Linked DNA regions of Mus musculus: region 1 is linked to region 2. Evidence: chromatin contacts called from public HiChIP or PLAC-seq data. All regions are on one chromosome and are shown on one strand. The core of a region is the stretch at or near the end of the contact, and the rest is flanking DNA. Distances in the headings are between cores, read along the strand shown.

Region 1 (5,428 bases), core at 275-2,774, 120 kb after region 2:
AATCTAAAAAAAAAAGACTCCCCCTCTCCCAAGAACTACATTTACAGTTGTTGTACCTGCCTGTGTCATTGTCTGGCACAAACACTTCAAGCAATCCTGGTGTCTTTATGTGAATACCTTGGGACTCACAACTCCTTACCCTCCCCTTTGTAACTTTGTCCTTAGAATATCAGGGTTTGCTTTCCTCTAACTCTCCACTTAAAAATATCTCCCTCTACTTTCTGCCTATTCAAACCCCAACACTTTCCGAAATGTGACAGGAAACCCATCTTGTCCCTGACATTCTCTAGATCTTTACCTGTTTCTCCCCAGTATTAGTTGAACGCTTAGTCTAGTCTGCTTTGCTGGATCACCACAGTGGAGTTTCTACTCTCACTACTCAGTTGAATAGGGTTCTTTTGTTCTATTCTGAAACTGTGGATAGGGCCTGGTGCAGTGGCTCAGATATGTAAGTGTGAGCATGAGGATGCCCAGAAAGTCACGTAAAACACCAGGTGGACAAGACAGCCTGCCTGTGTAATACCAGCTCTGGAAGGCAGACGCAGAGGATCCCCAGAACAAGCTGGCTAGGAAGTTGATGTATATAGATGAGCTCCAGGTTTGATTGAAAGACCCTAGCTCATTGAATAAGATGGAAGGATTGCTGAGACCAATATTGGGTCTCCACATGTGTGTGCATCTATACACATACAGAGATATGAATGTGAATATGCCCACACCACATACAAAAACACATGAAAAAATTTAAAAGAGGAAAAATGAGAAATTGTGAGTAGGCAAGTACTTTTTCTGGTGTTGGCAAACCCACTCCCTTGGATGCCAAGGGCTTATGACAGACTCAGAACCATTGGCTTATAAGGCAGGGTGGCTCTAGGCTCTCAGGCTTGAAAGCTTTCTGCTCAGCAGCTCATGTGATCCTCAGCTCTTAGCTGCAGCCATCTCTGCCTTCCAGGTCTATGACAGCCAAGTGAAGGTCCTAACTGTTGTTAGTGCCACAGCTCCTGAACCTCAGGTATCAGGACCTGCTATCCTTACTGTGACCATGTTACAGCTATTGGACTTTGGTCATCAGGATCTGTACCCCTTAGGGCTCGCCAGCTCCCCAGAACCTGTTCAGTAACTGGGGCCCACAGCCCTTCATCTTTGATTCTTCACAGCCTTTTGGATACTCCCATGATCCTTTACTGTCTGCTATCTCTGCTCTCATCCATCTCTGACCTCCGGTGGCTCTCTGAATCTCAACTACCCCCACCCCTTTTTTTTTTAAGTCATCAAACTTTAGCATGACCTCAAATGTCTATGCAATGCTGGGGCTGGAGCCCAGGGTTTTGTGCATACCAGGGCCAGGCAAGCACTCCACCAGCTCAGCTCCACTCTAGCTCCCAGTTACCTTTTTGATGCTATTACTATTGCTGCCACCACTTGTTTCCTCTTTGTGTGACCAAATCAGCCTACTCTACCCATGATAAAGATCACACACAAGCAAAGATCACCTAGGAGAAGACTTTTATGTGGCCCAGTGTTACAAAACCGCATGGCGGTATAGGAGGGTGTCTCCTGGCTGACTCAAAGAGAAAACCAAACTGGTTGGTTATAAAGTCAGAAAGAGAATGTGACATTCAAATGAAAGATTGCTTCTGCACCATTCACCACACAGCTTCCAGTATCACCACATAAGGACCAATTACAAATCCAGCATTATACCAATCACTGGGAGTTTCTCTTCCTTCTCTTCCTCCTCCTTCTTCTGTAGGACAGAATGGCCTCAGACTTGTGACCTTCTGCTTCAGCCTCCCAAGTACATCTGTTACTGCACCTGCCTCTTCCCACAACCCATCTTGTGTGGGAATAGCTTCAGGGTCACCCAACATTCATAGAGACTTGTCTTGCTTGAAGTGTTGCCATAGTGACCATCTGGCCAGTTACTGTGAGAGGGGACACTCAGGTGACAGCTCCCTGTTCCAGGCGACCAGTCACAGGCAAGGATCAGATTGCTGTCAATCAAAGGACCCAAACCACCCACTCCCAACAGCTTTGCTTATTTGAAGTAGTAAAAGTTCAAGGTGATTACAGTAAAGATGAATCACCAGGGCTTTGAGATGGTTCAGTGGGTAAAGGTTCCTGCCCCCTAATGCTGCAACCCTGTCAGCTTGAATTTAATGTTCAGAACCCATCTAAAGAAAAAAAGAAGAGAGACTGAACTCCACAAGGTTATCCTCTGACTCCCAATGGATGCTATGATGCAAATACACACATAATCGGTGGCATTCCTGACATTACTTAACAGCATTCAGCTTAACAAAATGCCCCTAGTGAGAGACCTTGTCTCAAAATAACGTGAAAGATGGAGTCATTATCCTTTGGGCTCTTGCCTAAGTGAATGGTCACACACCCATATGCATAAGGGCAGCATTAATTGAACTGAGGGGGTTATTAATAACAAAATACAATAAAAAAGATATGAAGCTGGGAGAGTGTCCTAGTTTGCCTTCTGTTCCTGTGATAAAATACTGACCACAGTCAGCTTGGGGGGAAGGGGGTTTATTTGGATTACAGGTTACATCATCATCAAGACAGGAACTGAAGACAGGAGCTGGAAGCACAAAGGACGGAGGAACGGTTTACTGGCTTGTTTCCCTGCTCAGTTCAGCCTGCTTTCTTATAGAACCCAGGACCATCTGCCCAGAGGTGGCCCCACCTACCAATCAAGATAATGCCTCACTGACATACATACCCCTCTCCTCCAAGACATGTCAAGTTGCCAACCAAGATTAGGCATCACAGAGGGTGATGGGGTTTGGAGTACTAGGAGAATTGGAAGGAAGTACTGATGGAGACCTATCTATCATCTATCTATCTATCTATCTATCTATCTATCTATCTATCTATCTATCTATCTATCTAAATTTAAATGTATGGATCTTTCAAAGGAAAAAAATGTATTAAAAATATAAAGGGACAAGAAATCCAACCTGTTTCATCTTCAAGGTGACAAAATGGGTGTCCACAGACCAAGTCAAGCTAGTTAAAAGAATACACAGAGCCAGGCATGGTGGCGCACGCCTTTAATCCCAGCACTCGGAAGGCAGAGGCAGGCGGATTTCTGAGTTCATGGCCAGCCTGGTCTACAGAGTGAGTTCCAGGACAGCCAGGGCTACACAGAGAAACACTGTCTCGAAAAACAAAACAAAACAAAACAAAACAAAACAAAACAAAACAAAACAAAACAACAACAAAAAAAACAAAAAACAAAAAAGAAAGAAAGAAAGAAAGAAAGAAAGAAAGAAAGAAAGAAAGAAAGAAAGAAAGGAAGGAAGGAAGGAAGAAAGGAAGAAAGAAAGAAAGAAAGAAAAAAAGAAAGAAAGAAAGAAAGAAAGAAAGAAAGAAAGAAAGAAAGAAAGAAAGAAAGAAAGAAAGAAAGAAAGAGAGAGAGAAAGAAAGAAAGAAAGAAAAGGAAAGAAATACACGGTAGACAAAAGGAAGATATCTCCCATCAGGACAGGATTTCTTGAGGTGACCATAACCTATCAGAGATACCATAGCCATCCTGGCAAGAATGATTATATTCTAAAAAGACATTTGTGTTCTCTCTTGGACTGTCAGATATGAAACAAAGGGCCCCAGGAAAATGGAATTTCCCCAGGACTCTCATGCTGTAAAAGGGAAGGGCTGAATCCTGGTGTCAGCTAGAGAGAGAGTTTGTCTCCCCAAAAGAGATCTCACACAACGGAGCCTGAACCTCATATGAAGACCTGGCAGATGGCTCACTGGACTTCTTTGCTCTTCTTTCCAACATGGCTGCACAGAATATATATCCTTTATCTGATTTTCACTGTTACCCATTGTTTAATTGGTCTGTTGAGGATGTGTGACCACCATCCACCTTGTTAAGGTGAGGTCAGGGTTTAGGCTCTGATTCTAATTCCAGTAACAGCATTAATGGTTTTGTGTGTTGGGTCTTTGTGTATGTGCGCACACGTATATTATAGGCAATGTGGGTGTCTTCCTCCGGCACTCTTCATCCTTGGCAAGGTCTGTCACTGAACTTGAAAGTACTGATTAGGCTAGACTAGTCCCAGTGAGCTTCCCATCTCTACCTTCCCGGCCCTAGGATTGCAGTCATATGCTGTTGTACTTGGCTTTATTTTCTTTTTAATGTACATTTTTTTTTGGTTTGTTTGTTTTCCTTAATGTGGGTTCTGAGGGATTTGATTCAGATAGTCATGCTTGTGTGGTAACCACTTTACTGTAGCACAAAGTGAAGGGTTTATAGAGACTACTGAAGGGCAATGGCCAGAAAGCCTTTGGTTCTGAGAAGCTAACTCCTGCAGGAAGCAAGCAGGTTCGGTAGTCCCTGGGGATGTGTGACTCTCATCCCTCTCATTGGCCTCTCTGTCCAGAATCCAACCAATCTTCTATTTGCCTCTGGCTTACACTTTTTTGACCGGCTCATCCATCAGCTTAGATCATCTATGTGACTCAAGCCATCACCTTTATGAGACCCTGGCGTATGGGGGGTCACATCAATATCCTGGCTGTGTCTTAACTGCCGGGGTTCCATGTAAACTCATCAGCTTTCCTGAGGAGTAACTCTGAGGCATAGAACAGTATCCATTGCATGTTCCTGATAGAGTGGAGGTCACACAGAGCAGGTGGTTTGTGCATGACCCTTTTATACTTCTGTAGCCTGTCATTACTCTCCTGCATTCAGTTACAGACATACAATAAACACTTGTTGCACTGACTTGGAAGTGGTTCCTGAGTAAAGAAAGCTGGAGGTATTCAAAGGCCCAAACTATGGCCTTTGGCTCAGAGGCAAGTCCTACTAAGGGAAAAATAGAATTGGAATAAAGGTTATGTGCTCTAGGAGTGACTCAGGGGCAATAGATGGAAATGCTGGAGAGAGCCACTTCAACAATATTCAGTTGTGGTTTAGGACAGGCCCCAGGTTGAGGACTTGTCCCTTTTGAGGTATTGGGCAGGTATGATACAAAGTACACTGGTAAATTGTTATATACTGTTCGTGCTTCTTGAGAGCTGGTTCTAAGATCAAGAGATGGACTTCTTTACCTCAGATTCAAACATGATTTATTTAAGTGTTCTTGAAAACTCTCTCCTGGGTCAGGCTGGCCTCCTGGCTTGGAAATGGGGAGAAAGGAGAACAGCAAGCAGCTAAGAGCCTTAAATTAAAAACATCACGCCCTGGAGAACAGCTAGAAGGTAAACTATTTCTAACCAAGGTTACTGTTGTTTATCCAGTGATATAAAAATGCCCGCAGCAGGAACAAGAATACAAAAAATGTATCCACGAAGAGACCATTCTATGCTGCCCAAAAGTCTCTCAGTTGGGAACTCCAGCAAGACCATCTCCTCAGGCTTCCATGGCCACACCTCTGGGTGCTGTCTCTCCTCTGCTTGCTGTTTCTTC
Region 2 (5,017 bases), core at 1,198-3,697:
GGCCTTGGCTGGCCTGGAGCTTACTATGTACATCAGGTTGGACTCCAATTCACGAAGATCTGCCTCCCCTGCCTTTGGAGTACTGGGATTAAAAGTATGCCTCACCGTGCCTGGCTTTAAAAAGACATTTTTAAAGCTCCAGTGAACAGCTAGTACAGGCAGTTGTCACCAAGCTAATTTTAAGATAAACATAAATCTTAAAGCACTAGGGAGGTGGAAGTAGATGGATCTCTTTGAGTTCCAGGAGAGCCTAGTCTATCCAGAGAAAGTGCCAAGTTGCCTGCATTTGCAATCTCCTGTTATCTGGACCTTCACTATCCCCTGCCCCGGTGGGAACACTCTCACCTGCACTGCACACCCGGCTTCAGTGTGCAGTCACTATTGCAGCAGGTGTCGTTGTTCAGGTACATAATACCCGGGTCACACTCCTCTCCTTCATCCACCCTGGAGTTGCCACACACCTTGTTGCTGCGCTCCTGGAAGCACTCTTGAGCCTTACTTTCTATGGTCTTGTAGATGGACTGTTTACTGCAGTTTGAAAACATCTTAAAAGAAAACAGGGCCATGAGAGTGGAAAAGACCAAGATGAATGCATTCGCAGGCAGTGCTACTCTACAGACAAACCTAACTGCAAAGCCCCCATCAATGCCACCACTGTGTCAAGCAGTCACCTGCAAATTCCACAGTAAGAAATTGCTGAAATAAAGTTAGATAGAAGAGACCAATTATCAGACATTGGTTACTGAGTGATTTACTGACAGCACTGTCTGTACTTCCTATTGCTAAGCATGACCTCACTTGCTGTCTGGAACAGAATGACCGGGAAGAATAGCTCAAAGAATGGGCGTTGTAGATTGTCACCTACCCTTCTAGAAAATCTTGCTTGCTTGCCCAGCTCACCCTGTGCTTTTAGAAAAGTGGTTCTCAACCTGTGGGTTGTAACCCTGCATATCAGATATTTATATTATAATTCATAACAGTAGCAAAATTACAGTTATGAAGTAGTAATGAAAATAATTTTATGGTTGGGGGTCACTACAACATAAGGACTGTATGAAAGGACTGCATCACTAGGAAGGCAACACCTTGTCTAGAATATAAAATGAAGAACTCAAACTGAACTATCTGACTTCGGTCTACCACTGACTTTGGTGTCAACGTGCTAATTTCAGAGAGATTGCTAAAACATTATTTCCCTCTAGTCAATACAAAACAGCTATAGTGTTTGCTTCATTTTTTGTTTTAAGACAAGGGTCTCAAAACAGCCTGACTTCTGGCCTGGAACTCTCTAGACCAGATTTGCCCTGAACCACCTGCCTCTGCTCCCCAGTGCTGGGGTTAAAGAAGTGCACCTCTGTGCCCCACAGGTCAAAATGGTCAGTGGCCTTAGATGAGGACCTAAACCACCACAGCCAGCAAGAAAAGCTCTTCCTTAGCAGTTAAACTCTCAAACAATGGCTCTCCAGGGCATAGACTGTGCTGAGCAATAATGACCAAGCTGTCACTGGCTTTGTGTCCACCATCTCTAAGCCCTAGTCTTGTATTGATCTACAACCTTGCTTTTCTTTCAGTGTCCTTCTCAAGGGGATCACAGCCCTTAGCATCCCTTCTTCCTTCCACTAATATCAGCATTCACAGCTCATGCATCACCATAGGGCAGCTGCTTGTTGGCCCATCTAGTAGCAGAGAGGGCTATTTGTCCAGGTGAAATGAAAGAACCACCTTATTTCTATAATCCTATAGCTCTTTTCACCTAGTTAAAAAATGTTTAAGAAACTCATGAACTGGGCAGGGTGGTGTACGACTTTAATCCCAGTACTCAGGACACAGAGGCAGGAAGATCTCTGTGAATTCAAGCCTGATCTACACAGCAAGTTCCAGGTCATCCAGGACTCTATACAGAGACCCTGTTGGGAGGGGAGGGGAGTGGGAGGGGGGGGGAGGACAGACAAAACAAGAAAGGAAGAGATTAATTAATTAAGGGCCTCTGCAGGTAAAAGGACCCTGCTGCCAAACCTGATAAGCACAATTCCCAGATAAAAGGAAAGACGCCCCCCCCCCAAAAGCTGTCCTCTGAGCTCCACACATGTCATGGCATACACATGATGTCCACAAATAAATAAATGTAAAAAAAGTATTTGAAAACCATTTAAAGCATAGAAGATGCATAGTATTTTTTCATAAGGAGAGGGAGATACCAGTTGGGAAAACTAAACTGTTAGGAGAAACTATGTACTAAATGTGATAGATGCAGGACAAAACAAACTGTGCTTCACTGACAGCTCAGCATCCCCCAAAAAACCAGTTCTACCCACGCTCCACTCCCACTAGCAGGCTCTCACAGCCATGGGGATTTCCGCAGAAGAGGAAGTAGCACCATGTGCTTTCCCTTGCAGCAGACTGTAAAGTTACACAGTCCCCATCTGCCAGTGTCCTCACAACCAGAGCGATCCAGTGTGGAAGCCACGTGGGACTTTCCCCTCACTGGGTGTTGTATAGTCTACTGGAGAAGTGCCCAAGCATGCAGTGAAGAGTCAACAGTCTCACTGATGCTCACGCCCCTCACCAGCTTCCACGTGGCTTCACGGTTTTCTGTATTTACCCATTTTCTTGTCCATCTTTATTAGTTGTTTTTAAGAGTTTTATTAAGGCACATTTAATCCCTAGTACAGAAGGGGGGAGGAAGAGGAAGGGGACTAGAAGGAAGGGTGGTGGCAGCACACTGTGAAGTACTGCTAAATTAAATGAGTCATATTGTAAATAAAACTGTCAGGTCATTTTTAAGGCTGAGCTAAACACCCTCAAAAGTAAGACTCTGACAAAATCACTAGTGTAGGGACCCAAACTTACATGTGATTAATCTTTACAAAACTTCCAAATGACAGCTAAAAGCACCCTTAAGATGAGCTTCAGTATTTGACAGTTCCACCTCTAGGGAAACACTTAGGGATAAATACTTTCCCCTTTCTGTTAACATGGCATCGCCTTCTTTCCTACCACTGAAAACAATCCAAACACACATACCTTATTATTCTCGTGGTCACCGCTCACAGCTATGGGATACATGACATACTTTCCTCCTTGGTCCTCATTTGGGGCACATTCTGCTAGCCCATCAGGGTCATGTTCTGCTCCAAAATTATGTCCCAATTCATGAGTTGTAACCAGGTCAGCTTCCTTAAGGATCAGGGAAAGAACGTATGTAATCATCAGTTATTTTTGCCAGTTGGGCCCAGGCTATATTTTTCAGACCAAATGGAAGAAGAATTATTCCCATAAATGGCCACATTACACCTATCACATACCCCACATAAAAAACTTTTTACACTTATTGGGGGCGGGGGGCGTGCGGCACAATGAATGTGAGGTCAGAGTTGTTCTGTACGGTATCTACCTGCTAAGCCATCTCCCTGTCCTCAATAAATATAATTCGGGGTTGGAGTGGAATGACGCACTGTTTAAGAGTGTCACTGCACTTGCAGAGTTTAAGAGCAACCACCTGTTAACTCCAGTTCCAAGAGATCAAAAATGAAGGCTCTTCTGTGCCCATAAACTCACGTGGGCACATATGCACACATATAAACAATACGTTCATTAGTTAAAAAACAAAAATAAGGTGGATGAAGCATGAGAAACCACACCCAAAGTTGACCCCTGACTTCCTGATGCACAAATAGGGAGGGGGAGGTAAGAGGGTGCAGGGTGGGGGGCTAGAAGCCAAACACCTGTATGGTTTCTGTTTCCATCTTCCATCAACAGTGGCAACTCGCCTCCCAATACGCAAACCCACGCCTTGCAGGGATCCAGCTTAGGCTGTTTCACCTTCTGAGCCATCTCAACTGTCCCAAGGCCTTTAACATTTCTTGGGAGTGGAAAACAGTAACAGGGTGCTTCAGTTCAAGAACGAATACCACCCTTACTTCTCCTCCTTCAGGAATAAGGAGGACAGAGAACAAGGGTAGAGGGCAAGAGCTGACAGATGCCAACAAAACTTTTAAAGTAGAACAAAAAATATATAAGTTTTTATACTTAAAAAAAAAAAAGTTAAGGGGCTGGAGAGATGGCTCAGTGGTTAAGACCTCAAGTCCCAGCAACCACATGGTAGCTCCCAACCATCTGTAATGGGATCCAATGTCCTCTTCTGTTATGTCTGAAGACAGCAATAATGCACTCATATACATAAAATAATTAAATCTTAAAAAAAAAGTTACTACAAGCATGGAAGAACAGAGCTATACAGAATGGGGATGTGAAAGAAGAGACTACTATAAGCAAAACCAAAGGTCAAGGACAATGAACAAGTTAAAATACATATGTAGGAAACAACAAGAAGACAAATGGAAAGCAAGACAAAGCATTAAGAAGCAACAGATAATTTGCTAAGAATTATAACCCTTGGATCAAATACCTGGCTTAACTAAGCCCCAAACAGAACAGACAAGCTATCCAGCCTACCCTACAGTACCAGATACTTGGGAGGCAGAAGGACTGCACTGGCTTAGGACATTAAGGCTACCTCGAGTGACACACAGTAGAGGATGAGAAACACACACACACACAAAGTTATCTAGGAAATAACACAAGAACACTTTTTTTTTTTTTTTTTTTTTTTTGGTTTTTCGAGACAGGGTTTCTCTGTATAACCCTGGCTGTCCTGGAACTCACTTTGTAGACCAGGCTGGCCTTGAACTCAGAAATCCACCTGCCTCTGCCTCCCGAGTGCTGGGATTAAAGACGTGCGCCACCACGGCCGGCCAAGAACAAAGAACACTTTTTTAAAAAAACAATTTGGGTAATTTTTTTTTAATGAATCCTTTTTATTTATTTACTTTATGTATTCGAGTACACTGTGGCTGTCTTCAGACACACCAGAAGAGGACATTGGATCCCATTACAGATGGTTGTAAGCCACCATGTGGCTGCTGGGACTTGAACTCTGGACCTCTGGAAGAGCAGTCATTGCTCTGAAAACACTGAGGCATCTCTCCAGCCCCATAAGAATACTTTTAAACTGGGC

The links. HiChIP or PLAC-seq counts read pairs in DNA pulled down with a chosen protein or histone mark.
Region 1: a BATF HiChIP or PLAC-seq map of CD8 T cells shows a contact between it and region 2, with 5 read pairs. The contact joins two enhancer-like sites. A contact is called at or near these places in 1 of 39 promoter capture datasets (liver), 1 of 115 datasets of contacts at active chromatin or transcription factors (CD8 T cells) and 3 of 9 other capture datasets (adipose tissue, liver and pancreatic islet).

Annotation. Positions count from the first base shown.
Region 1 is chr12:21,450,052-21,455,479 of GRCm38.p6, forward strand. No RefSeq gene overlaps it. Among named protein-coding and RNA genes, the nearest start is that of Gm4419, 35 kb to the left of the region's middle. Within about 2 kb of position 1,525, at least 32 of the 459 cell types and tissues checked have an H3K27ac peak or open chromatin away from gene starts, as enhancers often do. A contact at or near this core is called in CD8 T cells, where this site is marked.
Region 2 is chr12:21,333,609-21,338,625 of GRCm38.p6, forward strand. Adam17 (a disintegrin and metallopeptidase domain 17) reads right to left here. Exons shown (of 19, transcript NM_009615.6): 11 at 3,025-3,177; 12 at 346-545. Among named protein-coding and RNA genes, the nearest start is that of Iah1, 20 kb to the left of the region's middle. Within about 2 kb of position 2,448, at least 97 of the 459 cell types and tissues checked have an H3K27ac peak or open chromatin away from gene starts, as enhancers often do. A contact at or near this core is called in CD8 T cells, where this site is marked.